Linked DNA regions of Mus musculus: regions 2, 3 and 4 are each linked to region 1. A link is a contact called in public promoter capture Hi-C data. All regions are on one chromosome and are shown on one strand. Each heading gives the region's core, a stretch centred on a gene start, on an enhancer-like site or on the middle of the called end of the contact. The rest is flanking DNA. Distances are from core to core; before and after follow the strand shown. Region 1 holds the start of Fam241a (family with sequence similarity 241, member A). Region 2 holds the start of Rrh (retinal pigment epithelium derived rhodopsin homolog). Region 3 holds the start of Egf (epidermal growth factor). Region 4 overlaps Enpep (glutamyl aminopeptidase).

Region 1 (6,570 bases), core at 2,380-4,879:
ATGCACCCCTTGGGGTGCTGCAAGTCGCTTCCAGGAGCTTGGCTCTTTCCAACCTACTTTCTCCACTTGTAGGAATCTATTTCAACATCAACAGAAGTGTGATGATTACTAGCGCATATTTTTTAGACAGTATTATTTATGAAACAAAGTTTGAAGTCACCTAAGTGTGCACTGTTAGGGGAATGGACTACTGGGAAAATCTAAAAGTCATTCTTTCATGGGATTTTTCTAATATGGGGGAAATAATGCTCACTTTCTTTTCCTTTTTTATTCTTTCTCCTCTCATGTATTACATCCCACAGTTTCCTCTCCCTCCTCTCTTCCCAGTTCCTCCCACCCTACTACCTGCTCCCCCAGATCCACTCCTCCTTCTTTCCCTTCAGAAAAGAGTAGCCCCCCCCCCACAAAGGGAAAAATCAGACAGAAAACTTGGCTGAAGCGCATGATGTATACATGGGTACTTAAGCCAAAACAGATACAGTAACCCCAAAGTGCTGGACTTCAGGGTATCACTTGGAATAATTCCTTACAAGTATTTATTTTCTTCACATGTATTTTAGAATTCCTGAAATACATATTATGTATATAATCACAAAATTAATATTAATAATTCTAAAGTCAATTTGGGAGTCATGGGATTGCCCCCATGCTTTCTGTAAATACAGCCATCTCAGGTTATCGTGAATCGTAATCTATGTTGTATATGAGCAAATGCCACTGACATTACAGACATGAGTAAGACCTAGAGAGGTTTAGCCTTCCAGCCGTCCAGCAGGGGACTCATCTTCCACAAAACCACCAGGCAGTCACTGTCAACCATAGACTTGGATCATCTCTCCTGAACAGAATTACAAATTCATGTGGACACAGCTCTCTAAGTCTAGACTCCCCGGTTCCCTGGATAGCTACACACATTACTCCTTCTCTAGAATTCTTATCTCTCTTAGAGGCTGGCCTTGTACTTCTCGTGGGACACAGCTTCTTTTTCTCAAGGCTTCCTTTTTAAGGAATCCTTGATTTTAACAAGACCTCTTTTGTCACTCATCCCGCCTGGGAAAGGATTCAGGCTGAAATGCTAGCTTAGCTTTTCCTCAAATGGAGTCTCGGCTAAGGACAAACTGTAAAGTATGATGCTGACAATATGTTAGTTACAAATAAACCACCTGTATCCACAGCCGTGTTTCAGAATCTCAGGACGTAAAGTGAAGGTGCGTTCTGATCGGGCGTTTTAGCAACAACAAGGCAGAGGGAAAAGAAGTTTTGGATACATGTTTATACAAGTCTTCCAGGTTGAGGGAATGGGCCTTCCAGACAGAAGAAAGGCAGAGATGGGAGAGATGTATGAGGAGACTGTAGGCTGGGAACTAACCCAGCCTGCTTCTTATCAGAAAAGGAAACAGAAAGCGAACAGGATAGAACATGTAAGATTAGGAACTGACAAAAAGCAGATTCTGGAACCCACCACATTGGCCCCGCCCAAGAGAAGAAGGCATTGCAGAGGGCTGTGGCCTTCAGTTCCCTCTCAATGTCTAGGAGGCTGAGGCTCTGGAAAAGCAACTGAATACACTAAGCAGAAAGACGGCAGGAAAACGGCCACTGCCTCCTTTCAACCTAACTAGTTTTGCTTCCATTTTGGTTTCTGTCATTGATTTTCTATGGAAAAATTCTGTGTAAATTTTAAATAGTTTAGAAAGGAATTTTCCAGAATTATTCAATTTATAATTTGGAGTTCTGGTATCCTTAAAACCAATCCAAAAAGAAGAACAGGAGAATATCTCCATGATGAAAAATTAAAATGACTTTTTGGAATGTTTTATGTTGTTAACTCTAATTCTCCTTCAGATAGTATGTGTACAAAAACAGCTCTATCTATGTGACATTGCATGGATTTTTAAATTTCATTTGCAGGTTGTAAAAAAAAAAAAAAAAAAAAAAACCAAAACAAAACCCTAGATGATAGGCTTTGTGATACTGTTGCCAAACGATTGATCACAAAAGTTTGCTTTCTGCATTATCGAGTTGGGCTGTACCAGTTCTGAGCTCCTGATAAGAAGTTCCCAGGTGCTGATATAGTAGGATCTCAGGTGTGTTTTTTTCCATGAGTGTGAGGACTTAAGAGTATACAGGTAAAGTATGTAGCAAAATTACAACGACACAAGCAACATGCAGAAGCAGGCAGGAAAATGAAATTTCATAGTACAATAGAGGAAGCAGGCATGTGATAGGGTATCTATTCTCTAGAATGTATATTTAATTTTTTGTTTCATCCCCTTTCCTTGTTCTAGTAACAATATCAGTAAGACTAGAGTTCCTGGCGCTGTCCATGTCATTGTATTGCTAAGGTCCAGAGATGGTTAAGGGAAGGATTTCACATATGCCATTACAACCATTTGCACATTTACTTTTGGAAAGGGAGTTTTAGTTGCTGGCTGTGTTTTCCAGTTGAGCAAGAGTAAGAGGAAATCAAGACCTTCTCTATTGAGACATGCATGGTACAGTTTGGTAAGAACACCGCCCGCAAGGGCACCAGCAAGATCTCCTAGCTACCAATTTATTTGCTTCAGTCACTGGCTCCTATATTGTCACATAGATGAATAATTACTGTCTACACGGTGATCAAGCCCACATTAGCATTATTTTTGTTTCTTAAGTAATGGGTTTTATTAATGTATTTAGTTATTAATGTACTTAGTGATATTAGAGGACAAGTTACAGGTATTATTAACTGATGATTCCAGAAGTCTAGGCTTACTTATGTGATTTCTAAAGGTCTTTGTATCTGGGGGATTTTTGAGTAGCTAATTACTGTACTGCCTGTAAAAAAAAAAAAAAAAAAATCGTCCCACGTAGAACTCCATCTTTACATTCAACTGCTAGTCTAGTCTTACAGATATCTGATGTTATAATTTCCCTTAGTCTTCTCAATGATATCCAATTCTGAGAACTTTAAAAGTACCCAGTTTCCTTATTATGTCTGTTACTAAAGCTTCCTTCCCTTTGGTGCTCACAGCAGGCAATTTTCTTTTTTTTTTTTTCCTTTCCACTTCTAAAATGAAGTTCAGCTCTGCTCGGTGGTGCTGTGAAACTTGCTCTGGGAGAGTCCCGGTGTCACCTAGGCACCGACCCGTGCTTCCCGATCCTCTGTGCGGGCCGTCCGCCCACCCCGTCCAGGGCGCGTGCAGTGCTCGGAATTCGAGCGCACGGCGCGCCCACGTAGCGCAAGTTGCCGGGTGGTTTTGAGGTGAGGCTCCGGAGGGCATTTCCACCGAGCCCGGCCCCGCCCGTCAACCGCTCGCCGCGTGCCCAGCCGCCACCCCGCGGCCCGCGCGCCCGCGCTCACCTGCTCGCCCTCGTCCTGCGGCCGCCGGCGCCGCGGGCTCGCCCCGTGCTCCGGCTCCTCAACCCGCCCGGCCGGCGCCGCCCCGTCCTCGTCGCACTCCCCGCCGGCGCTGCCGGCGCCGCCCCGCAGCAGCTTCCTGGCCGAGCACATCCCACCGCCGACTCCGGCCGCCCGCACGGCTGCCGCTGGCCACACCGGGACTCCCGACGCACACGGGAATCCTTAGAAGCGCGCCCGCCGGCCTGGGGGCCAGAAGTGCAGGAGCCGCCCGCCCCTCCTGTCAGCCGCTCGCCCCACCCCCAGCTCGGGGGCGGAACCCCGGGGGCGGGGGCGGGAGGAGGGGCGGGGCCATAGCGGACCGCGGCCCAATGAAGGCGGGACCTGGTGGGTTGGGCAGGGTACTGGGAGGGGCGGGGCCAGGGAGGGGCGGAACCAAGGGAGGTGTAGCATTATTCCAGTTAGTGCATGAAACTATGAATGAGGCCATAGGCTCCTGAGGGAGGTTGTATGTGTCTGACACCTATTAAAGTATATGACATCTGTGAAATTGTGTATCTGTAACTATCTGTACACAACAGACAGATATCCTGTGGTGTGTGTGTGTGTGTGTGTGTGTGTGTGTGTGTATGTGTAAAAGACAGAGAGAGAGGAAGAGAGAGAGTGTCAGAGGTGAGGAACACTGTAACAGACTACATGAGGGAGATTATGTATGAAATCGGCCATAGGTGCATGAGGGAGATTGTATCTGACAGGTTTTTAATGCATGTGAGAGCCCATGTGTGATTGTGTGTGAGTAACTATACACACACACACATACACACACTTAGATGTTGTGTTTAGTGTGTGTGTGTGTGTGTGTGTGTGAGAGAGAGAGAGAGAGAGAGAGAGAAGGAGGAGGAGGAGGAGGAAGTTATGTGTTGTGAGAAAGTGTGTGTAAGAAACATTGTAACAGACTGTAACCAAGTGCTTACAGGAGATTATATGAAAAAGACCATTAGATGCATGAGACCCTGTCTGATAGAGTATTATAAAAGCCTGTGTCTAATTGTGTGCCTGTACACAACAGATTGTGGAAGACTGTATACCAGAGTCTTTTGTGACAGGACAGTGTGGGAGATCATAGGTGTTGAAAGTTTGTGTGAGGATGTAGGTATACAGAAGAGGGCAACTGAGAATAAGAAGCTCATATGAGAGGGAGCTGTGTGCATGAAGGTGTGGGCACATGTAAGAGGTTCTGGGAGTGTGAAAGACCACCCAAACACACAGTATCCCTCCATACCAGCTGCAGCGGGCGCTCAGCTGTGCCTGGGTGTGCTGTTGGCTGCTTGTGCCTAGGAAGGAATGCAGGCTCTCTGTCGCTTGTTCCTCCCCTTTTGCCTCCTCTCCCTAAGCATCTCTGAGTGACCATGCCTATTTCTCTCTGCTTCCTAGTGTGTGTGGCTTGTGGGAGCCCTGGGCTCATTTCCTGGTCTCTCTGCCGTAGTGTGCATTTCTAGAAATGGTTTAAAAATTCTCAGCGACTGGTAAGAGAGAGAAATCGAGTTTCTTTTTCTTTTTTCTTGCTAGCCCATCATATAAGGGTAAACTGGGGGGCATGAAAGTAAAACAACGAATGGTTTTGCTTTCCTTTAATCCGTGCATTGAGGAAAAGGTTATGGTGTAGCTGGTATATCAGACTGTCGATGGAAATTATTTCCTATTTAACAAATAGGCCCAGAGACGAGTAACTCGTTTGGGAAAGCCTCTTTTAAAATGCCTTCAGGGGCTGGAGAGATGGCTCAGCGGTTAACAGTACTGACTGTTCTTTCAGAGATCCTGAGTCCTATCCCCAGCAATCAGATGGTGGCTCACCACCATGTGCAATGGAATCCAATGCCCTGTCCTGGTATGCAGGTATACATGCAATAGAGCACTCAGATACATAAAATAAATAAACCTTAAAAAAAGAAAAGACTAGTACCCAAAATGTCTTTAGGCCCAGCCAAGGAATTAAATAGGCAGGGACTTACAGGCTTATTTTAAAAAGTGGTTTTGTTTTGTTTGGGCTAGGCAGAAGCTTGTCCCTTTTGCTCACACCTAACACACACACTCTCTCTCTCTCTGTGTACTCAGTGTCTCACAAAAACACCCTTTCTTATACCCAGTCTGTTACACTTTGTAATGTAACCTAGTTTCTTTCTTACAACAGCATCTCACAAATCCTTCTTAATGGTTTCTGCCAAACATACACCGTCCCTAGAGACAAGAAAAATATGCTTTTGGACATCACAAATTAGAAAAAAAAAAGAATCTGGCTTAATGTCTGTCTTAAAGGTCTTTAAAATCTTCGATGACAGCAATAAATATTGTATGTACATAATCAGAAAGAGGAAAGCATTTAGTGGGAAAGGCTGGGAGGACAAGAAAGAGAGTGTAATGGTGTGTGTGTGTAAATATGACCAAATACTCTCTCTTCTCCTCCCAGCTTTTCTCACTAGACACTTCCCTCTTTCCAAACAGGGTGGCACTGGCTCCTGGTTATATACATTATCATTCTTTTTGTCTAATGGCAACATTTCATTTGAATTTTGGAATTTTTCTCTTGACTATTGTTCCCTATAAATGATCTTTAAGAAAAACCAACTCGCCGGGCGTGGTGGCGCACGCCTTTAATCCCAGCACTCGGGAGGCAGAGGCAGGCGGATTTCTGAGTTCGAGGCCAGCCTGGTCTACAAAGTGAGCTCCAGGACAGCCAGGGCTATACAGAGAAACCCTGTCTCGAAAAACCAAAAAAAGAAAGAAAGAAAGAAAGAAAGAAAGAAAGAAAGAAAGAAAGAAAGAAAGAAAGAAAGAAAGAAAAAAAAAAAACAACTCTAGGATCATATGTAGCAGCCCAGAGAACCTTAACCTTCCCTGCCAACCCTGTGGACTTAAGACATTTGTGTCTCTCCTTTGCATGCTTGCATTAATACAGAGAGTGCAACAGCTATGCTCTGATCCATTGGGCAGAATAAAGGGAAGCCTCTTGGATCGGTGAGAGCTCAAATAGCAGGAGATGCACACAGACGGGTTAGTGAAGACATCCAGAGCTTAGCTCGCTCAGTGCATGAGTCCTTTAGAACATGCTGTCTGATTTTCTCTTAAACATTCATTCCTTCTCCTCCTCCTCCTTTTCCAAGACAAGGCCTTGCTTCTGAACACCAACTGGCCTGCACTCAAGTCTCTCCTGCATCTACCTCCAGGGGGCTGTG
Region 2 (6,570 bases), core at 2,159-4,658, 1.9 Mb after region 1:
GGTTAAATATAGCACGTAAATTGTGGCCTAGCAAGGACATAGTCAGAATAAAACAATTTTGGCAGAGTCTCCAATAGAAGGTAGGTACTATACAAATCATTTACTCCTTTTCCCGTTCTCTCTAGCTGTCTTAAGCACTGAATTAGTTCCCTGGTTACTGGTACTTTCCAATGGGCAGACAGAAGACCCATCAGTCTAAACTCCAAGTAGTCCTACCCTCCCCACTCCATGCCACCCTGTTCCTGCAGCTCCCCTCCCATCTCTTCTTGGTCTATCTGAAAACCTTTCTTCAACACTTCCATAATAAGTGGGTGCTTTCCAACTCTCTGTCCTAGACCCTCTTCTTTCCTTTTTTTAAAAATATTTATTTATTTTATGTATGTGAGTACATTGTAGCTGTCTTCAGACACACCAGAAGAGGGCATGGGATCCCATTATAAACATAGTTGTGAGCCACTATGTTGTTGCTAGGAATTGAACTCTGGACCTCTAGAATAGTAGTCAGTGCTCTTAACCTGAACCATCTCTCCAGCCAGACCCTCTTCTTTCCTAATTCACCATTCTGAGTGGTTTCATTGCATTTGAGATTGGCACTGTAAGATGCAAGGCCCCATGTGCAGCTGAACTCAAGAGACATCACCTCCCACCTCAAACTTGCTCTTCTCCAGGTGTGTCCCTCTCTGTGAACTGCATCACTGACAGGTGGCATTCTCCACCTCACCTCACCCCCAGACGTCAGGCAGTGCTCCCTATTCTTGGACTTCAGCTCACTGCAGTGGCCTACTTGAATGGCCTCTTAGCTACCATCACAACACATTTCTGAAATGCAAGTCAGATCATATTGTCCCTCTCTAACCCTTCGGTGACTCCCTGTAGGCTTCCAGCTTCTGTGGTCCATCCCTGCCGGATACTCAGCCAACTCCTCTAGCTGTCTTAAGCACTGAATTAGTTCCCTGGTTACAGGTACTTTCCAATGGGCAGACAGAAGACCCATCAGTCTATCTTTTTCAGCCAACCTCTCACACTTTTACAATTCTCCAAGGACGAATTATTTCAAGTCCACACATGTATCATCCTCTCCATTCTCAGCTGTAAGTGGTACAGAGAGCATGCTCATGCACACTGAATTAACATAGGGCCTGCAGCAATGGAAGCTGGTAAAAGTGAGCTCAAATCCAAATAAGTGATTAAATGACATCTTATGGGGTACAGAGATGGCTCAGAGGTTAGGAGCACTTGCTGCTCTTCTAGACGACCTGAATCCTGTTCCTAGCACCTGTGTGGGGCAGCTCATAGCCACCTGTAACTGCAGGTCCTAGAAGAAGGACCTGACATCCTCTTCTGGCCTCTGTAGACATCATGTGGTAATAATATCTCTCTCTCTCTCTCTCTCTCTCTCTCTCTCTCTCACACACACACACACACACACACACACACACACACACACACACACAGACACGTAAGTAAAAACAGATAAATTACAGTGAAGCCAGGCAGGGTGGCAATACACCTGTAATCCCAACACTCGGAAGGCAGAATCAGGAAGACTCTGAGTACAAGGCCATCCTTGGCCTAGTAGACACAATAAAGCAAGCTCCTGGTTCAAAAAACTAATTAATTAAATACATATACAAAATAATTAACCTCTACAGTAATACAACAACAACAACAACAATACAGGCCCATGGTAAAAATAATAAACACAGGCCTGTGGTAAAAACGGTAAGTGGAATGATACTTAAGTGCGCCTTTTCCTCAGCTCAAAGTGTTCATTCTTATTTGGGAGCTCAGTGGGTTTTGTTAAAGGAGGAAACTGAGGGGATAGGAAGACTACAGGATACTCGACACACACAGAACAAATGCAGGAAGAGCTTAGATCCACTTCCTTCAGTCCTCTACGAGAAAACATACGCAGAGAACGCATGCTCCGATGTTTCCTAATAAAACTGACCGGTGCAGTCACATGACAGCCCTAACAAAAGGCCTCTGTTCAGAGCCACGCAGCCGCTCAGCTCTTCATCTGTATGAACTAGGAAAACAAAACAAAAACGCAGCTACCAGAGTTCCTTAGGAAATTTCCTTCCCATACTAATCTCATGACCAGTTTTTTTGTTTGTTTATTGTTGTTGTTGTTTTAGTGTTTGTTTGTTTGTTTGTTTGTGACAGTCTCCCTATGGAGCCCAGGTGACTCTGGAATCCTTAGCAATTCTCCTGTTCCAGGCTTCAAAATGCCAGATTAATGTTAGATTTCCCCTGTCACATATTTAATGGAGCCAAAACTTGTATACAGTGCCTCTGTGTAGTGTAATTCTGGAATTGGGGGCTCACTTTTTGCCTCTTACCACCCAGAAGTATTCAAATGAACTAGTTACGGTACCACTAAAATTAAAAGGAAATTGTTATCTATAGCCCACGTCAACTATGAGGTAAAAATAAGTAGTTATGAAGACACATGGAGATATATTTCTCACTGTTTTTGGAAACACACTTGAATTTTTCATAAATGTCAATCCGAAAAGCAATGAACCCAACATAACAGTTACTAAAACTCGCCACTTCTGTGAAGTTTGAGATCAAGTAATTGCTGGTTATAAAAGTCACACCGGCCACTGGTACAGTTTCTGTCATTTCTCTCCTTTTCAACAAACAAGCCTTCATCTCAATCTGATAATTTTATCAACAAGAGCATACCTTGTACCCATGTCCCTTAGGGGCCTTGATTATATATACTCTTCATAAGGAGCTCAGTGGATCCCTGATTCTTATCTTCATTTTGCAAAGGAGACCGTGCAAGAGTAAAAAGCTGAAATCCCTTGGGCCCACTTTCAAAGCTGCCGCCTCCCGTGGCTGCCTGCGGGAGGAGCTGAACTTACACACCAGATCTGCAGCCTCTATCTTTTGCTTTAAACTTCAGCGTTTCCTCTAGTACGTTTTAATCGTGAGCTATTTCCTACCAAGAAAACTGCAAATTATGCATGAGAGTCATAAATGATAGAAAGCATGCTTTTAACCACGATGCACACTCTGCTCATGAATTTAAGGTAAAAACCAAATATACGGACAAGTTTTATTTTAAAGCTTCATTTGATACAAAGTTTTCTTGTCCCTCTTTGCTCAAAAACCTTCCGTCAGGAAGCAGCATATTTTCCCATGTCCATTTTCTGATTGTTACAACCCCAGCCCACCCCATGTTTGAGCTAGCCTGCATCCTGCACCCTTGTGCCCACCACCTCAGTTCTTCTCCCACCCGAGAAGCAGGTCACTGAATAAACACCCGTACCTGCCACAATCAGGTAAGCCGCTATGACGCTGTGCTCAGTCCTTGAAAAGACAGAACCTTCGCTCCTAGAGCCCGAGCTGTTAAAATCCGAAGCCTCACTCAGCATTTTGGAAAGTCAAGACCACCTTTGAAGCAGCCCTCAGCAATGGTGATCGGTCAAGAATGCTCTTTCAGAACAAATCATTTCCGCTTGTAGACCTCAAAGAAAGGCCTTTTCACAAAGACTGTCCATTAATACATAATTGGGCTGAAGAGGAAAAGATTTTAATTCTTAGAATGAGAGAAAAATCTCCTTAGTAAAACAAAGAAATTCCAACCGCCTCACATCTTAAGCACTTTAGGTCCAGGCTTGTATTTATAAGCAGATTACCAAGTAAACACATCCTAGTCTAGCAAAAAAACCACAGGCAAACCCAACTCCAAAAGCAGTCCCTGAAATGAGCTGTTCCGTTATCTTCTGTAGCTATTCAGGTGAGGGACTGCACCTTTGTACTAGAGATCCAACTGTTAACACATTACACACTGGTTTTTTTTCATCTCAGGTCCGTGTGTGTGTGTGTGTGTGTGTGTGTGTGTGTGTGCGCGCGCGCGCGCACGCAAACATGTATTTTCCTTAGCAATAACACTATCAACTCCCATACTTCTAAATCCCTGGATGAATGACACCAATATTGCCTGAGCTAAGAGTTTGAGGTTCTTGCCACTTCTTTCTTTTTAAACAAAAATGAGGTCATCTGTTATATGTAACCAGTATGTCTGTCTGTAACGCACACATGATGAAGCCTGTTCCCCCTAAATACCATCCCATAAAACCCAGTTCGGCTGTAATAGCCAAGTGTTAAATGTTCTACAGCATGGATACACCACGCTCTATGCCACCTTGGTTAATTCTGTATTTTGACATTCACGAGCTCACATTAGTCAACCACTCAACTTAGCAAGGCCACGATAATCCTGATAGTCCGTATGGACACATAAAAACCTAGTGTGAACATGCACAGTTAGGATAAAGAGGAACCTAGGCTACCTTTTAACATCATAATTCCCAAGTTTAGACAGTAGAGCTTCAAAGCAAGGCTCAAGTCACAATTTCTGTATAGTCTAATAGAACCACTAGAGGGCGTATCTGCTCATCACGGGTTCTCTAGAGGCCTTCTTAGTTGCAGTTTTCAGTCTAGGGAACAGGGTGGCCTACCTGACCAGTACTCCAGTGTTCTAAAATGTGAATACCTTAAAAAGAACTTACACCAGGAATCTGAGCCTACTGTGTAAATCTCAGTACCTCAAAGTTCGGGTAGTGGGATTGACTTGAATTTGATTAGAACTGAAATCTTTCAACCAAACCCCAGAGACACAGGGGAGTGAGACACAGCAATGTTTAACTAGTTACGTAGCGTAAAAGGGAAACCACACTATATAACCCTAACAGCCGAGGTCAGCCATGGCTACACAGAATCTGAAGTCAGTCTGGGATATCAGTGTGCAATGTCCAGGTGGTCTGTACACCGACTTCTACAATCTTTCACCTCTGTCACCTTAACAGCCCTTAGTAAGGTTGCACTGGTCCTTGGCGCTAATGCCCTTCCCAAACTCATGTGTGAATGAGAGTGTGCCCTTAGGCTCATGTCTGAGCACTTGGTCCCTAGTAGTGGAACAGTTGGAAAGGATTGGAGGTGTGCCTGTGCGAGTGTCACTGAGAGCTAACTTCAGCGACTCTTCAGTCCATGCCATTTCTACCTGTGGACCCAGACCGAGATGTGAGCTCTCACCTGTTCTGGCCTCCAGGCCTTTACTTTGGCCTCCAGATCACAGCACTGATTCCATTAAGAAAAGTGGGGAGAACTCAGGCACAGGCACAATTACATGCTACTAAAACAAGTACTTAAGAACCAGTCACTCCTGCCACAGCAGCCATCCATGAGAAGTAACCAGTGAGGGAGAAACAGTGCCAGCTGGCACACGGTTCCATGTTGAGCTGGCCGCGCTTATTTCTTGACAGCGATGGAGGCCAAAGCCAATCTCATCTAGGACATGCCTAGCCAGGAACTGGAACATGTGACAGGTAGTCAAATATTTACTTAAAATGAAGACATGTCAGTCTTCCATGTAAAAAAAATTCTTCAGAAAACTTTTAATAACCCACATTTAAATTTCTACCCCTAAATTTCTTGGACTATAGTTTTCACATGAACAGAGCCACTCAAATCTTAATGGACTTGTAATAAAAAAATGTTAAATACTTACTAACTGAAATAGCTTTATCCTGTGTCCTATAAAACACAAAAGTGAAACACAGCAAACACAGCTGGTGAGCCCCTGTCCGAAGGCGGGGGCCATGCTAATTCTAAAGCACTGTTCCAACAGGCTGACTTCACTGAGGACGGACGACACCTTTGTTGCTTTGTAGGATCACTGTATATTTTAGACAAATGTCACCCTACCCTACCCACCACCAGAGTTTCTATCTGTAACCCAATGGGTTTAAGCTTTGCTCTTTCTTTCAAACTTCAAAAAATAGGTTCCGTTCAATAAACGTAAGTTAAGGAAATAAAAAATTTTATTTAAAAAATCCAAATATGCTTCAAATGAAAAGTCCTGTCTTCTCTAAGCACCCACAGAGTGCCAGGTTCTGTACAAAGCGGGGTTCTCCTCTCTGAGCAGAGCTAACTGCCCTGCTCCCCTTGTTTCTACGCGATGCTGCTGACTCAGCTCCACTGACGGAATGGCCTCCTCAAGACTGCTCCAGACACAGACGTCAACCATAGCAGAAGCAGGCCACGCAGCGGGAACACAAGTGGTCAGGTCTGCCAACTGGACAGCTAATGTCCCCTTCCTGATAAAAAAATAAAATAAAAAATAAGCGGGTTTGCAACAGTGCTAGTATCCAGACTTGAACCTTAAAATCAGCAGGGATTCCTGTGATCCTCTGTACATTTACATTACCAAACAAACACTACTGCCATTTGTATTATACATTTGCTTCAAATTACTAACACAACACAGGAACCTGCTGAAGAACTAAGAGAAAGCAATAAAGAGTTGTGTAGTAAAGAGCCATAAACTAAGCCAAGAATATCAGTGTTCTCCATGCTTGCTGGTGGAGGGAAATAAACAACAGAGAGTATCAAGCTACAGTTCCAATTGTTTAAAGACATCTCTGGTCACACTCACCTCGGAATCCGCCACCTCCTCTTCCTCCTCTGAAGCCCCCACCTCCTCCTCTGCCTCCTCTAAAACCACCTTAAAAAGGAAACAGATGTTAATTATAGCCTCTCATTTTCTGATAAACT
Region 3 (6,570 bases), core at 2,038-4,537, 1.9 Mb after region 1:
GGTGAAACATGGTCCCGCGGTTTCTCTGCAGTCAGATGTCAAAGGAAACTTTCCTAAAACCGAGTGAAAATATAACGAAACTTTTATCTGAAAACGGCTCTGCACTGCACATGACTGGGAAGCCAACCAAACTTCAGCCCTCTCTAAAATCAGTGACTTCATTGTCTACTGTTAAAAGCACTCTCTCCAGTGAGCTGATCCCCTCCCACAATCAGTTCTCCGAGGCTGGGCTTCTTCTGAGATGTCATTTACCAAGAACAAATAACACAGGTTTAGAGGCCAGGCGGGAGCAGTTCCCTGTCCAACTGTCCTCCAGGGCAAAGAGCTCTAAAAGTTCAGAAGCCACTAGCTAACAGTGTTCCTCGACACTGATCTCAACTGCTTTTGCTTAAATAAAAGACAAGAAAGTGTTCGATTTCAAATCTGGTGAATGGAAGGAAAACCAAATCCTGTCTTTATCCCTTGCTTTGGCCGATTGGCATTTTTACACGAACAGCAACCTCAAGACTTTTTACCTGGATTTTGTTAGGCCACAAAGCATTGTTCTTGCCAGGTCAGGTTGGCCACGTAGGTGAACAGTCTCGATAACGAAGGCAAGAGGTACAAGCAGAATTTAAGTGGTGGAAAAAATAGACGATGTCACCATTATCTATTTACAGAGGAGAAAGAAATGCTATCTGCTGGAATGCAGGGGTGACAGGGTGTGACCTAGGCAGTTCTCCACTAACCCAAGATGCAGTGTGAATTAGAGGGCTTAAAGCAGTGACCTGCAGCAATGGGGAGCAATGAGGCTGAGGCACACTCTGAAGTCCACACCATGCCACTGCAGCATTCAAAATAAGGCAATTCAAGGAACTTTAGCCAAGGCACGGAATCAACCATTGGGCAAGAGATATTTCACGCTACTGCAGTCATCCCAATCATGATCCTGAGAAACAGGTATCGCTTCTCAGGGAGATTGTAAAATAACCCAACTATTAAGAAGACAACACAAACTTGAAACCGAGCTTTCTTGCTTCTAAAATCTAGTTCTTCCACACTGTGACACAATCTCCCCAAGTCATTATTTCTGTCAGAGCTTCCTGTGGATCTGATGCAAACTATCTCTGAAAAGCACTCAAGCCACCAGCCTGAGTGGGTAGAAACACAAGCCAGAGGAATTATACACTATTCCCAAGGACCAAGAACCATGCACACATCATCGTTGCTCCAGTTTCTTCCTCTTTTTAAGTTCTGCTCATGGGTCCATCTCTTCTAGCTACCAACTGTGTGATAGGCTCCCACCATTACCCCTCGCTAACCACACAGGTAGCAGGACCTGACTCTGATCACTCCCCAACTATTCCAGGGGCTCCTCCATCCAAGTAACATTCCAGTCCATGTGACACAACTGTGCCCAAAAGTTTTCTCTTCTGTCTCCAATAGCTAATGGCTCACAGGGGGGTCAGTTCTGTCTTGTTAACCCTTTTCTGACATTATTTTCTGAGTCTAAGCAAAGTGGAAGTGCCCTAGGTCCTGGGGATAGACATGGAATTAGTAGTCACTTCTTCAAATCTGGAGTTTTGCTCTGCGGTTGCAACTGATAGTTCCTGGTACCACTCCGAGCCTATGGGCATGCACACCCGATTTCCTTATGCGCAGCTCCTCTGAACGACTCTGGTTGGAGGTCCCCATAGCAGCTGCAGAGCTCTGGCACTCTCATTCCCATGATTCTCTTCTGTCTACCCTGCAGAGATTTCTCTTCTGAAAACACAGTATGTCCTTGTCAATCTACTTTATTGATTTGTTTGCTTGCTTGCTTGCTTGCTTGTTTGTTTGTTTAGGAACTCAGACCCTATCTTAACTGAGCAGGAGGATAAGAAATGAGTGAACCGTGGTGGTACGCACAGGTAATCCCAGCCCTGGGGGAAGCACAGCATGTCCCCGGACAGTCTGAGCTGCAGAGGGAGACGCTGTCTCAAACACACGAGTGAAAAAATGACAAGAAAGGATTTCCAGGACAGTGTGGACCCTTGCACAAATGAAGTAGCTTCCTCGCCAAAGCAGCAGGTTAGGGACTATCCCCTACCCCCAACCCCCAGCCCCGCCCCCACCCCACCCCCGCCCCCGCCCCACCAGGTTAAGAATCAACAGTGAGAAAATGTTTCCAAGTGTTAGGTGCCCTAGTGTGCAATCAGAACAATTCCTGATTCCTCTTGGAGAAAACGCTGTTTGTAGGAGCCCAGTGGAGGCTCATTTACTCCTTGTCACTTCTCAGCTTGCAGAGTCACGGTGCACCTGTTACTAAGAACCCAAGAGCGGGGTCAACGCTTCAGAGTAGGGAAGATCAGAGGCTGAACTTGACACTGGGCTTTGTTGGTTTTGTTTTTGTTTTGTTTAAAAAAAAAAAAACCCATTCATTGACTTTTGCCATTTTCTGCTATGAAGTAACCAGAAGGAAGACTTTTCAACAACAAGATCGGCTGCCACCATATGTTCCCCCAGTTTCTAATACAGAGCAGATCAGCTAGGTGTTACTATCTCCCCAGAATCAAGACTGAGGTTAAACAAACATTCAGCTGGTTTTAAGTGAGGCTTTGTCATGCACAGAACAGTGGAGAACGGTGACATTTCGTAATTGGTAGCATCAACCAACACACACACTTCAGAACACACAACTTAAGCAAACACGCACACCCAACGACAAACCAGGGGGGAAAGGCGCAGGTGTACAAGGTAGAGCGAGCAGACACCTAGAGGCATTGTCCCGGACAGGGTGGGCTCCTGTTCTTGGATTACTTACCGGCACAAGTCCCGCTTCTCTCGCTTCTCTCGAGAGGACCTGGCTGACAGTTCCCGGTCTGCCATGCTGTGACGCTGAGTATGCTAATCTTTAAAAACACCAGCAGGAAGGCGAGCAACAGCCAGGTTGGCCTTCGGCCCCAGGGCATCTTTTATTTAGCTGCCTTTCCAGGTCCTTCTGCACCTCTCGAGAGCCTCTGAGTGCAGCCGGAAAGGCTCCGGGAGAGTTCTTTGTCTCACTTTTTTTTTCCCTTTGGACAGCAATAAGAAGTACCTGACACCCGTATGACAAATTTCCCAGAGCCTAAGAGCCCTGCAAGGCCTGCAGGTGACTGATTTCTCCCTGAGACAGGCACAACCAGGCAAAGGATGAAAGAGAAACGAGACAGGAAAGAATTGATGGAAAGTTCCAAGCCCCACCGGGATGAGGGATGGTGCTAACAACGAAATATGCAGATAGGATTCCTTCCCTATATACAGATAGGAATCCCTTCTCCTTTTGGAACCCAGAGAGACTCTGCTCTCCTTTTTAAAGCTCTTCTGGCTCCACCTCCTCTTCTTTAGTGACACTTGAGCAAGCAGACAAGCCTCTTTGCAAACACCATGAGAGCAATTCCACCAGAGCAAGCAGGAAGGCAGGGCAGGGTGCCAGAGAGGAGATAGCTGCTACTCACTAAAAATATTCAGGGTAGAGAAGGGGGAAAGAGCAATTTGGGGGTGTGGCACAGCTAATGGTTCCAGGGACCTGCTGAGTACTGCTTATGTCTGAGGATCTTGAAGAACAGAGACAAAATTAAACCACACTTTTTAAATCAAAGGTGAGTAACACCATCAACAATTCAGACAATTTATCATCATTGATCATGAATGTGAGCGATGTCAAGGAGAGCTCGCTTTCAGCTCATTATTTGAAGGAAGTGTCAAGGGCGGCTCGCATGCCTGGAGCTTAATCTTAGTTCTCTCTCCTGTATATTTTATAGTGGAATTTGTAAGATTATTCTTTCCATACCAAAGGGAAATCCCTGTAGCCAAGTGAAGAGATACAATGTAGACAGATACTTTTTCTTTCAGCACTCCTGTAATAAAACATCACCGTGGGTCAGGAGAACAGGGAAAGGGGTGGAGTGTTATGACTGAGCTGTACTGGAAAAAGAATACAAGGGAATTGTGTCAAAGCTGGGAGCCCCAGGAAGCACAGTAGAGTGGAAATCCTCAGACAACTCGGGCCATCTATCACATCTCAGTGATAGAAAACAATTAAGTTGGCTCTCCACTGGCTGTCTCCTTCAGCACCTCTACACAGACCAAACCACTGCTCCTTCAGGAATATACATAGAATCCCCAAATACTCAGCTCTGGTCAGCCATTTCAGCAGACTTGATGAACAATGGGAATTCTGGTGGCTTACTTGGCTCTGGAGATGGGCTTTTCCTGAAGATGCCCTGAGGGTTCCGAATTCAAGTCAAGATGTGGCTCTAGCAATTAATTATCTCAAAAGCAAGACATGCACTAGTATAAAACCTTTGTAGAGAACAGAACAGCTTTGCCCACATTTAACTGGGTTCTGACTAATTTTCAAAGACAGAAGATTAAAATCATGCTTCTCAAATTCCAGTTCTTTATCTAGGCAGCTCTGACCCTGTGGAAGGAGAAACAAGCCCTAAAGGAGCAGCGGAAGACATGCAGATGAGTGTACACAACGTTTTATTGCTCTCTGGACTCACAGAGACTCAAGACTAAGAATGGAGGTTCTACAAATAACCTGTGCTGAGTGGTTTGTCACTAACATGGTCCGTGAACTTCCCCTTCAGCAAAACGCATTGGCTGGTATTGATGATGGTGACCAGTAAGGATGCTGGTTAGCAAGGGGAGATGGAACACAGTACAGCATGAAAGCAATTTAACGCGTTTGTAGAAACATATCCAGGATATAATCCAGAACCACGTTCTATTTGGATTTGGAAATAGTTATGTCATTTTTGGTTAGAACACATTTGTTTTAAGGATGGTGAGGTGGCTCAGGCAGGTCAAAGGAAGGGCTGCCAAGGCCAATGACCTGAGTTTAATTACTGGGACCTACATGGTGGAAGGAGAAGACGGACTCCTGTAAGTTGTCCTCTGATTTCCATTCACGCACAGGAAACATTCACCCACACACAGAGTACACACACACAATAATAGATAATTGCAACAAAAAAATTTAAACGTTTGTTTCCCCCATTACAAGTCACCTGCACTAATGTCATTGGTGTTGAACACAATAGAATTGCCTAAGAGATATGGAATCAACAAGAGATAGAGTTGATGCTTTAACTGATGGCTGATAGTAAAAATCAATCCACTGAATTGTCTCACTATCCTCAATTACCCAAATAGCAAAATCACCAAACTGAGCTATCCCACAACAATGGGCATCCGGAGGAACTCCTTATTCTTACTTCCATCTCTACTCAGAAGGCACTCCAGTGAGAAACAGGAGTCATGGTGCTTAGCATCAAGGGCTTGCTGTAGTTGACTTTCCAATAACAAGAAAGAAGAGTGTGAAAGCTTGAGCTAGCAAATCCCAGTCACCAAGTGTTCTGGGGAGCAGAAGACGGCAGAACAAAAGAACTGGAAACACAGCCAGCTGAAATAGGGTGACCCTCGATTAGGTTGTCAGAACAACCCAAGACAGGCTCAGCCTTGTTTATGAATTAAGAGGGGGGAGATATGGAGAGCCTTTGGGGGTGCTTGGCAGGAATCTGACATTGGCCAAGGACAAGGAAATGGGCAGGAATATGACATTGGCCAAGGACAAGGAAATGGGCCCCTTGGCAGCAATCTGACATTAGGGCATGACAAAGAAGTAAGCTCAGGCAGGGACCTGACATTGGCCAAGGACAAGGAAGTAAGAATTTGGTTTTAGGGTAGAACAAAGAAGTAGGCTCAGATATCTTGGTCATCCTTAGAAACAGTGATCACCAGAGTGATCATGGGGCTTTGTGTTTATTGTCTTGCTTGTCCTTAACTATTGTCTTGCTTGAGCCCTCATTGTACTACTACTCCTCCTTAACACTTGCATGTAATTAAAATGGTATAAAAGCAGATTGGGAAAATTAAATTTGCCTTCAATCTCAGACTTAACTGGGGTCACGCTGCAGCACTAATTCTCTCTCTCTCTCTCTCTCTCTCTTTTCAATCCTCACTCTTGTGCAGGAGAACCTATTGACTGACTGAATTGGCTCAGTCAGGTGGTGCCCCAACATTGGAGCTCCAATAAACAGGATACAGCGAAGGACACCATGGGAAGAGGATGCGCTCACAGAGGAAAATTTGGGCCAGTGGTGAGTAAACCCCATAAAAATGGGGCAAGGGCATGGTAGAATGTCTTTTGTATATCTGCTTAAAAATATGCCAATGGTCAGAGAAGCGAAAATAAGTCAGAAGCAGATCACCCAGTTTCTGATTTTTATAGAAGTCTGTCCTTGGTTCCCTGAGGAGGGTACGATAAATTTACAGACATGGGAGAAAGTGGGAGAAGGGATAAAAAGGGTACTATACAAAACGTGGCCCTAAAAAAATTCCCATAGATGCCTTTAGCCTTTGGGCCCTAGTTAGAGATACTTTAGATCCTAGACATGGACGTATAAAATTAGGTAAGATATTGGAAGATGCAGATAGTGAAAGCAAGAAGAAAGATGAAATAGATGCAAATTATACCAGGGAAATTAAAATTATGACCTCTTCTCCTACCCATATTTCTATCATTTAACTGAGACAGAGAATTGCTCAATTACTCCTTATACCATT
Region 4 (6,570 bases), core at 1,790-4,289, 1.4 Mb after region 1:
TGACTGGGTATGCTTTCCAAACTGGCTGCGTGGCAGATGCCCTCAGGCTGCTGGAGCCTGAAAGCCCAAAGATCCAGGAAACTTATTCCTCTGAATGTGGCCCTTCTTCCTTCGTGGTGGATGGGTGTGGTGACAACCTATCTTACCTAATCTGCCAAGTACATCTGAGCAGGCTCCAGAGCTTCCCTGTAGTTGGCAGCCAGCGAGTCTCTACAGATCCCGCTTCGTACAGCACTCCTGCAGGTGCCCCCACCCCCATCCCTGCTCCCTCCTTCACTTGCCATCTCCAGGTACGTTTTTAGGGAGCTCTACGACTTCTCAGAAGAGGAACAAAGCAGACTGTAACAAATCCCATTCTATATTCTTGCCGTGCTGCTAGTGCAGGGCTAACCGGAAGAACAGTCGAGCTTCCCCATCTTCCCTAGTGCCAGCCTGACCCAACCTGGAACAGCTGGGGGCTTCATGATCTATGAGCACAGTCTTCATATAGGGTGTTCTCCTCCCTGGGACTCTACCACACTAAAGGCTGGTAGAAGATGTGTTACTGGAAACAGATATAAAACACGCTATCCTGGGATGTCTAAGAGTGCCGTAAGTCAAAATGAAGGAAGGCAGTGGCGCTACTGCTCTCTTCTAATTTTAGAATCCTGATATTGTACCTAATCTCCGCTGAGTAAAGAAAAAGATTTGGGAGCATAATATGTCCAAGAGCAGGAGCCAAGTAAATGAAGGCTGTTACATGTTATCTAAATTCAGCAGTATCAGGGGTCGTTCCTGAAGGTGTAACTAGTGTTCTGACTGTCTTACAGGCTCCATCAGTGCTAAATATGGCCAGTCTAATTTTTGCCGCTGACACTGACTTAATCTTCTATGATGGCACCCCTACTCCCAATCTTCTGTCTCTTAATGTGGAATGGGCACCCGGGGTCCTGATAGGAAGAAATCCCACAGACAGAGATGAGACATTTGAAGAGATGGCGGAGACCACAATATGACTCACATAGGGTTCATCTGAATGAGAGAACTTTCTGCTCTATGCTTCTCCTAATCTTGGATTAAGCAAACAGAAAGACACTCAGAAGAGGTCAGTCAGCCCACAGTGTAACCGAGAGCACAAAAGAGCAGCTTGGAAGAGGGAGGGCTAAGCCTTAGCCTAGGAAAGGGCCAGTCCCACCCACCCCACTGTGGGTGAAGGTGCTGCTTAGACATTCTTATTCACATATGCTAATTATACAAGATAGCAGGATGCCTGAAAGTATTTATTGCTGTCTAATATTTTGATAAGGAGAAACATGAGGAAAACTCGTTTCCGTTTGGAAATCTCTTGCTTCTTTGTTCAGCTACTATTGATTTGTAACAAATTGTTCTCAGTGAGGAAGAAAGAGCAGATTTTCTGTTTCTTTTCCTGTGAGTATATAATTCTATTTTATAAATCCAACACAAATAAATCTACTTTATGATAATTTTAGAGGCTAAAATTCATGCCTGTAGGAATCACAATAAGATGCATACAATATCTGGTTAAAAACTTAAGAAAAAGATTAAGTATCAATGCTACAACTGTAATCTCTTGCTGAATAAAATTTAAAAATTTATGGTAACAAAAAGGGATTTTATTCTTAATGATGTGTTTGGTTCACTTAGTTGTAATTTTTTTAGGGGAAGGGTCTGTATAGACCAGAATGGATAAACCAGGAGGTTTGTTTCTGGTTTGTTTGTTTGTTTGTTACTCCAATCCCTCTAGCTCAAACAAAGCAAGAGCTGTCTTTGCTTAATAAATCAGTGGCTACCCATGACAGGAGGAAACAATTACTGGGAAACCTGCCTAGTGGAAGGTTGTTTTGCAAGACAGAGGATGTTGCTGCCTTACTCACTGTAACATCCAATGCGCATGTTGTCACTGGAGGGAACTTGGGAAAATACAAATGTCATCTGTCAGTGTTCTCCCTCCGGTCCCTTGATTTCTCACTATCCTAGCCAATGTCTCCACCCTCTATTGTGGCTTGCATCCCTGTCCCAGGCTTTCCCTCCCTCTCCTTCCTTGCCCACCCCCCCAGTCTTCCTATGCAGCCTTGTAGCTAGTCTGCCTGCATTCAAATGAAGGTCCCATCACTTCCTCTCTGAGCAACCTTGAATGAGTTGCATAACCGCTTTCTGCCTCGATTTTCACATTTCCCCCCCATAAAATAGATCCAAAGATCCTCTCCTATCTGTGTGGTTTCCATGTGGGTCATCAGATTTGGCTGCCAGTGCCCTCCCCCACTAAGCCACTGACCCTATAATTTGTGCTTTAACTAGATTTATAAAAATATACAAGAAATAAAAATGTAGATGATACAGATTTGTACATCTTAGTTGAATCTTCATACTTTGAAATTACTAGTTTTGGGGTTTTTTTGGTTTGTTTTGTTTTTGAGACAAGATATCTTTATATATAGCCTTGGCTATCCTGGAACTCAATCTGTAGACCAAGCTAGCCTCAAATTCTTGAAATCTGTCTGTTTGTCCCCACTGGGTGCTGGGATTAAAGGTGTGTGCCACCACTGTCTGGCTTAGAAATAAAGTTTTAATTAGAAGTGTTTAGATGAACTTGGTCCCATGTATAAGTTTATGTGTTTTATATATAAGATAATTTGATTAAATTTCAAAGTGAAGTGCTGCTTAAATGGTCAGGGGAATTTGCCTTGGGCAATTTGTACATAAGTTCATAATTAATAAAAAGTTTGAAGAGCTGGTGCTGAAAACCCTAGGCTGTCACATCCCTTCCTTGGGCACAAGCTTCTGGCCTGGCTCTCCAGTTTAACTTGACTAACATTACCCAATATGTTCTACTTTAACCACGAGAGGCACGGGCTAGTTCCCTCATGTTACTACTTCTGTTTCCCTTTAACAGTAAACATTTTCAAAATAAAATCATTCTCAAGCTTCTCCCTGGGTCACACGTGGACCTCTAGGGGAGAGTCTTGCCCCACCTTTTTTGGTGTGACTGTCGTTCTGTGACATGCCACTAGCCACTGAGGGTTTCACAACCAGCTCTCAGTTCACAGAGGTCAATTCACAGAGTTTGTTCATTTCCATGTGATACACCCATGGGACCCAAGGACAAGCTACACACACTATCCCTGCCAGCTGGCAAGGATCCAGCTCCTGCCACACTGGGTCAGGTCCTATCACTCGCCCACAGACTCTGCCACTGTGCCTAGCTGTTCACCCCTTCTTCGGACACTAGGCTTTCAGGTTTGCCTTCTTCATAGTTACCATCTCGTTGTGTCAGTTTTACATTTTTGGAGAATTTCTCCCAAATTTACTTCATTGAAAATTTTAGTCTTCCTTCTGGGTTCTCAATTTGCCTTTCGAAGGCACTGTGTCTTGTACAATAAGCACATAGCTTTTTTTTTTTAAGTCTGAATATTTCTTATAATTTTCTCTTTCTTTCTTTCCCCCCTTTTTTTCTTCCCATTTTTGGTTCCTGATTAATGTCCGTAGAGTCGGGACTTTTTCATTTGTCCACCTGGGATTGTTTAAGCTTTCATGCTTAGCCATTTTTCATGTGTCTTCTAATTCTCCACTGTCTATTCATATTTAAGAAAGGAGAGTTGAGTTGATCACGTTGTTGTTCTGAGTCTGCATGTGTGATGTGTGCATCTGTGTGTGGGTGTGCATATCCACTTGTGTGGACGTGAGAGGATCCTTACCATCCACCGTATATGAGACAAGGTCTCTCTGTTGTCCACTTTCGCGTATGCAGACGGGCTGAGGATTCTGGGGAATGTCCTGAGGCCACTATGCGTCTTACCATAGAGGTACTGGGGCTGCCAGTGCGTGCTGCTCTATCTGGCCTCACATGGGTTCTAGGGATGCAAACTCGGACCCTCAAGCTTTCATGGCACGTCTGTTACCAACTAAATCATCTCTCAAAACGGAATTGATTACTCTTGAGGGCTTGGATGCTACCCCTTCTACAGAGGAGGAAGATAGGTTTTGGAAACAAGCCTCTCCCGTGAGCAGTCGTAGGGGAAGCCCAGCCCATGCTCCTTGCAAGGATGGCTTTGCTCCGGAGCCTCCACTGTGGAAGTCTTTGGCTGTCCTCTACTGTTTTAGTATATTTGGAAGGGGGTGGGGAACAAGCCATCTGGATTCCTGCCTGCTGTCACTGCCAGACTTCTGAGAGTTCTCTAACAGTGAGGGCAAGAGTGATGGGTGGGAATGAAGCGGAGGAGTAGGTCCGAAAGGCACAGCCTGGGCTCACTACTCAACCCATTTTTCAGATCCTCTGTATTCTTTATTGTGCACTGCACACTGTAAGTGCAGAGCCTGCCTAGGGAGGTCACTGTAATTATCTGTCAACATCTTTCCCAGTTCCCTTTGGACCATGATTTTCCCTTTAGCCTTTCTCCCAGCATTCCATACTGCCCACAGCCCCGCCCACTCATGTTCAACACCTGGCTTTATTTTTTTCCACTGCTTCCACTCTTTTATTCTTTGATGTCCATGTCCACATAGAAGATAAACGTGGGCAAACGCTCAGTTCTGCCACTTGGCTAGCCTTGACCTCTCTGTTGCCTAAAGGCTGTACCTTTACACTGTCACATGCCAATCATACCACGAAGGCAGGACCTAAGTGTACGAGCAGTATTTCTGCTGAGTAATTTCTCCTGTTCTTTTAAAGTGAGTCATCTTTACCCGAGCTCTGACGGTGGCTGCGAAGGATCAGCTTTGGAGTCCAACAGAAAGCGTTTCTGGGTGATGTTCTGCCTTCCACTCACAGTGACCACAGGATAACCCATCTGGCTAGTCCAGGTGTCCATCACTTCTTTCACTGGCAGATTGCTTGCCTGTGGTTGGGAGGACAATGGAGCTCCATTAGTTTGTAAATGCGGGGAAATTAAAAATAATTAGTGATATTAAAATGTAAATTGCTTCGGAATTGAGCGGACAAGGCCTTCCTCACCTCTTGCAGTGAATCCCAAAAGTCGGAAGTTTTTGCATTCGCGAACTGGAATTTTTTCAAGTAAATCTGTAAAAGATGAGTACTTTAAAGGCCAGTCTTCCTTCACCCAAACCTCCCATAACTGCTCCTGGTGTTTCCATGGCATGAGATAACATAAGCACACACACACACACACACACACACACACACACACACACAAACACCATCCAAGAAACAGCAGTGACTTTCTTGCAGTAAAACATCATTTCCAGACACTGATATTTCAGTGCTGTTTGATTTTCATATGATTAAGTATTGTTTCCATTTTTCAGCCGTCTTAAAGGTGGACACTTCCTCAGTTCTTGAACTTAAATGCTAGTGGGTCGAATTTGCCATGCTAAGGAAGAGAACAGGCATGAAGTCTTTTGAATAATGATCAAGGTGGTTATGAGTAGATAGGAGAAGTTACTCACTTAGGAGAGCAAGTCTTTATTCTTCAAATACTTTTAAAACATAAATCTTTTAAATAGAAAGCTGTCCCTTTGGAAGTTTTGCTCACAAGATCTCTGCATGGGAATTTCAGAAGCACTGAGACAGCCCCCCACCCCCACCCTGAGAGCTATCTCAGTCTTTCCTCATCCCTTACCTGGCCAGTGCTGGGGGGTTGGTCTTTGGAGACTTGCCAGTGTTTCTGCTCTCTCCCTGTCCTGTGCGATTTAATGTGTGGGAATCTTACCTAGAAATCAAACTTTTCAAGTGTTCCCAGGGCGTAACTTTGTATATAACATTTAATCTCTAAGTTGCTTTAAAGTTTCAGGAAGCACTATATGTAGGTCACATTATCTTCTATATTCTTCTTTGTTCTGGGCACTTAGAAATAAAACAAACTTCCAATCCCAGAACCCCTCCAAACATGGCTGAGGCTGCCTTGGAATCCTGCCCCTATGTTAATTCTTTTGGTTAACTCACTACTCAATACTACCACCAGAGGGCAGACAAAGGAAGGAAGAAGTGTGTTTCTGATCTTCATTCCAGACTCTTAGTATATAGTAACACTTAGTATATAATAACAGTTCTAACTGTAGCTACAGGTTAATACCATCTTCTAGGGAGCAATGCCTTCATAAAAGCATCGTAGAGGAGTTCATTTGCTCAGTGGGTTGTGTTTTGTTTTGTTTTGTTTTGTTTTGCTGATTCTTGTTTACTTTTGAGACAGAATTTCCCTGTGTAGTCCAGGCTGGCCTTGACCTTGTGTCTATCTTGCTAAATATTGTTTGTTTGTTTGTTTGTTTGTTTGTTTGTTTGTTTTTTGGACACTTGCAACATTTTTTCAGCAGAGAAATAGGCAAGCCATCTTGGAACTAGATAGGGCCTTAAATATTACTTAATATAATGCTCCTGTTTTTGTAATGAAAGAAATGGCCCTGTGTCCTTGGAGGAAGAGAGGAGTGTCTGAGACTGGTTAGCAGGAATCTGACTGCTGGATCAATGTGTGGGTATTAGTTTGGCTTTTCCTCCTCTTCCTCCTCCCCCACCACCTCCTCCTCCTCCTCCTTCTCCTCCCCCTCCCCCTCTCCTCCTCCTCCTCCTTCTCCTTCTTCTCCTTCTTCTCCTTCTTCTCCTTCTTCTCCTTCTTCTCC

What was found. Promoter capture Hi-C pulls out the DNA fragments that hold promoters and counts their contacts.
Region 2: a promoter capture Hi-C map of pre-B cells shows a contact between it and region 1. The contact joins the promoter of Rrh here to the promoter of Fam241a in region 1. A contact is called at or near these places in 10 of 39 promoter capture datasets (3T3-L1-derived adipocytes, the C10 cell line, the HPC-7 cell line and 6 more), 1 of 484 Hi-C or Micro-C datasets (CD4 T cells), 1 of 115 datasets of contacts at active chromatin or transcription factors (astrocytes) and 2 of 9 other capture datasets (adipose tissue and liver).
Region 3: a promoter capture Hi-C map of embryonic stem cells shows a contact between it and region 1, with 4 times the contacts expected there. The contact joins the promoter of Egf here to the promoter of Fam241a in region 1. A contact is called at or near these places in 5 of 39 promoter capture datasets (cranial neural crest, embryonic stem cells, hippocampal neurons and 2 more).
Region 4: a promoter capture Hi-C map of liver shows a contact between it and region 1, with 2.7 times the contacts expected there. The contact joins the enhancer-like site here to the promoter of Fam241a in region 1. A contact is called at or near these places in 4 of 39 promoter capture datasets (cranial neural crest, hippocampal neurons and liver).

What each region holds. Positions count from the first base shown.
Region 1 is chr3:127,892,694-127,899,263 of GRCm38.p6, forward strand. Fam241a (family with sequence similarity 241, member A) reads right to left here and starts at 3,630. Exons shown (of 2, transcript NM_027482.3): 1 at 3,341-3,630. The coding sequence starts at 3,490.
Region 2 is chr3:129,819,097-129,825,666 of GRCm38.p6, forward strand. Rrh (retinal pigment epithelium derived rhodopsin homolog) reads right to left here and starts at 3,409. Exons shown (of 7, transcript NM_009102.3): 1 at 3,281-3,409. The coding sequence starts at 3,386. It overlaps Gar1 (GAR1 ribonucleoprotein), which reads right to left. Exons shown (of 7, transcript NM_026578.3): 6 at 6,452-6,520; 7 at 5,816-6,113. The coding sequence ends at 6,100.
Region 3 is chr3:129,752,035-129,758,604 of GRCm38.p6, forward strand. Egf (epidermal growth factor) reads right to left here and starts at 3,288. Exons shown (of 24, transcript NM_010113.4): 1 at 2,783-3,288. The coding sequence starts at 2,930. 6330410L21Rik (RIKEN cDNA 6330410L21 gene) reads left to right here and starts at 1,724. Exons shown (of 5, transcript NR_040589.1): 1 at 1,724-1,889; 2 at 2,428-3,599; 3 at 4,397-4,555; 4 at 5,977-6,104.
Region 4 is chr3:129,294,147-129,300,716 of GRCm38.p6, forward strand. Enpep (glutamyl aminopeptidase) reads right to left here. Exons shown (of 20, transcript NM_007934.3): 9 at 4,952-5,017; 10 at 4,684-4,835. Among named protein-coding and RNA genes, the nearest start is that of Enpep, 35 kb to the right of the region's middle. Within about 2 kb of position 3,040, at least 18 of the 459 cell types and tissues checked have an H3K27ac peak or open chromatin away from gene starts, as enhancers often do. A contact at or near this core is called in liver, where this site is marked.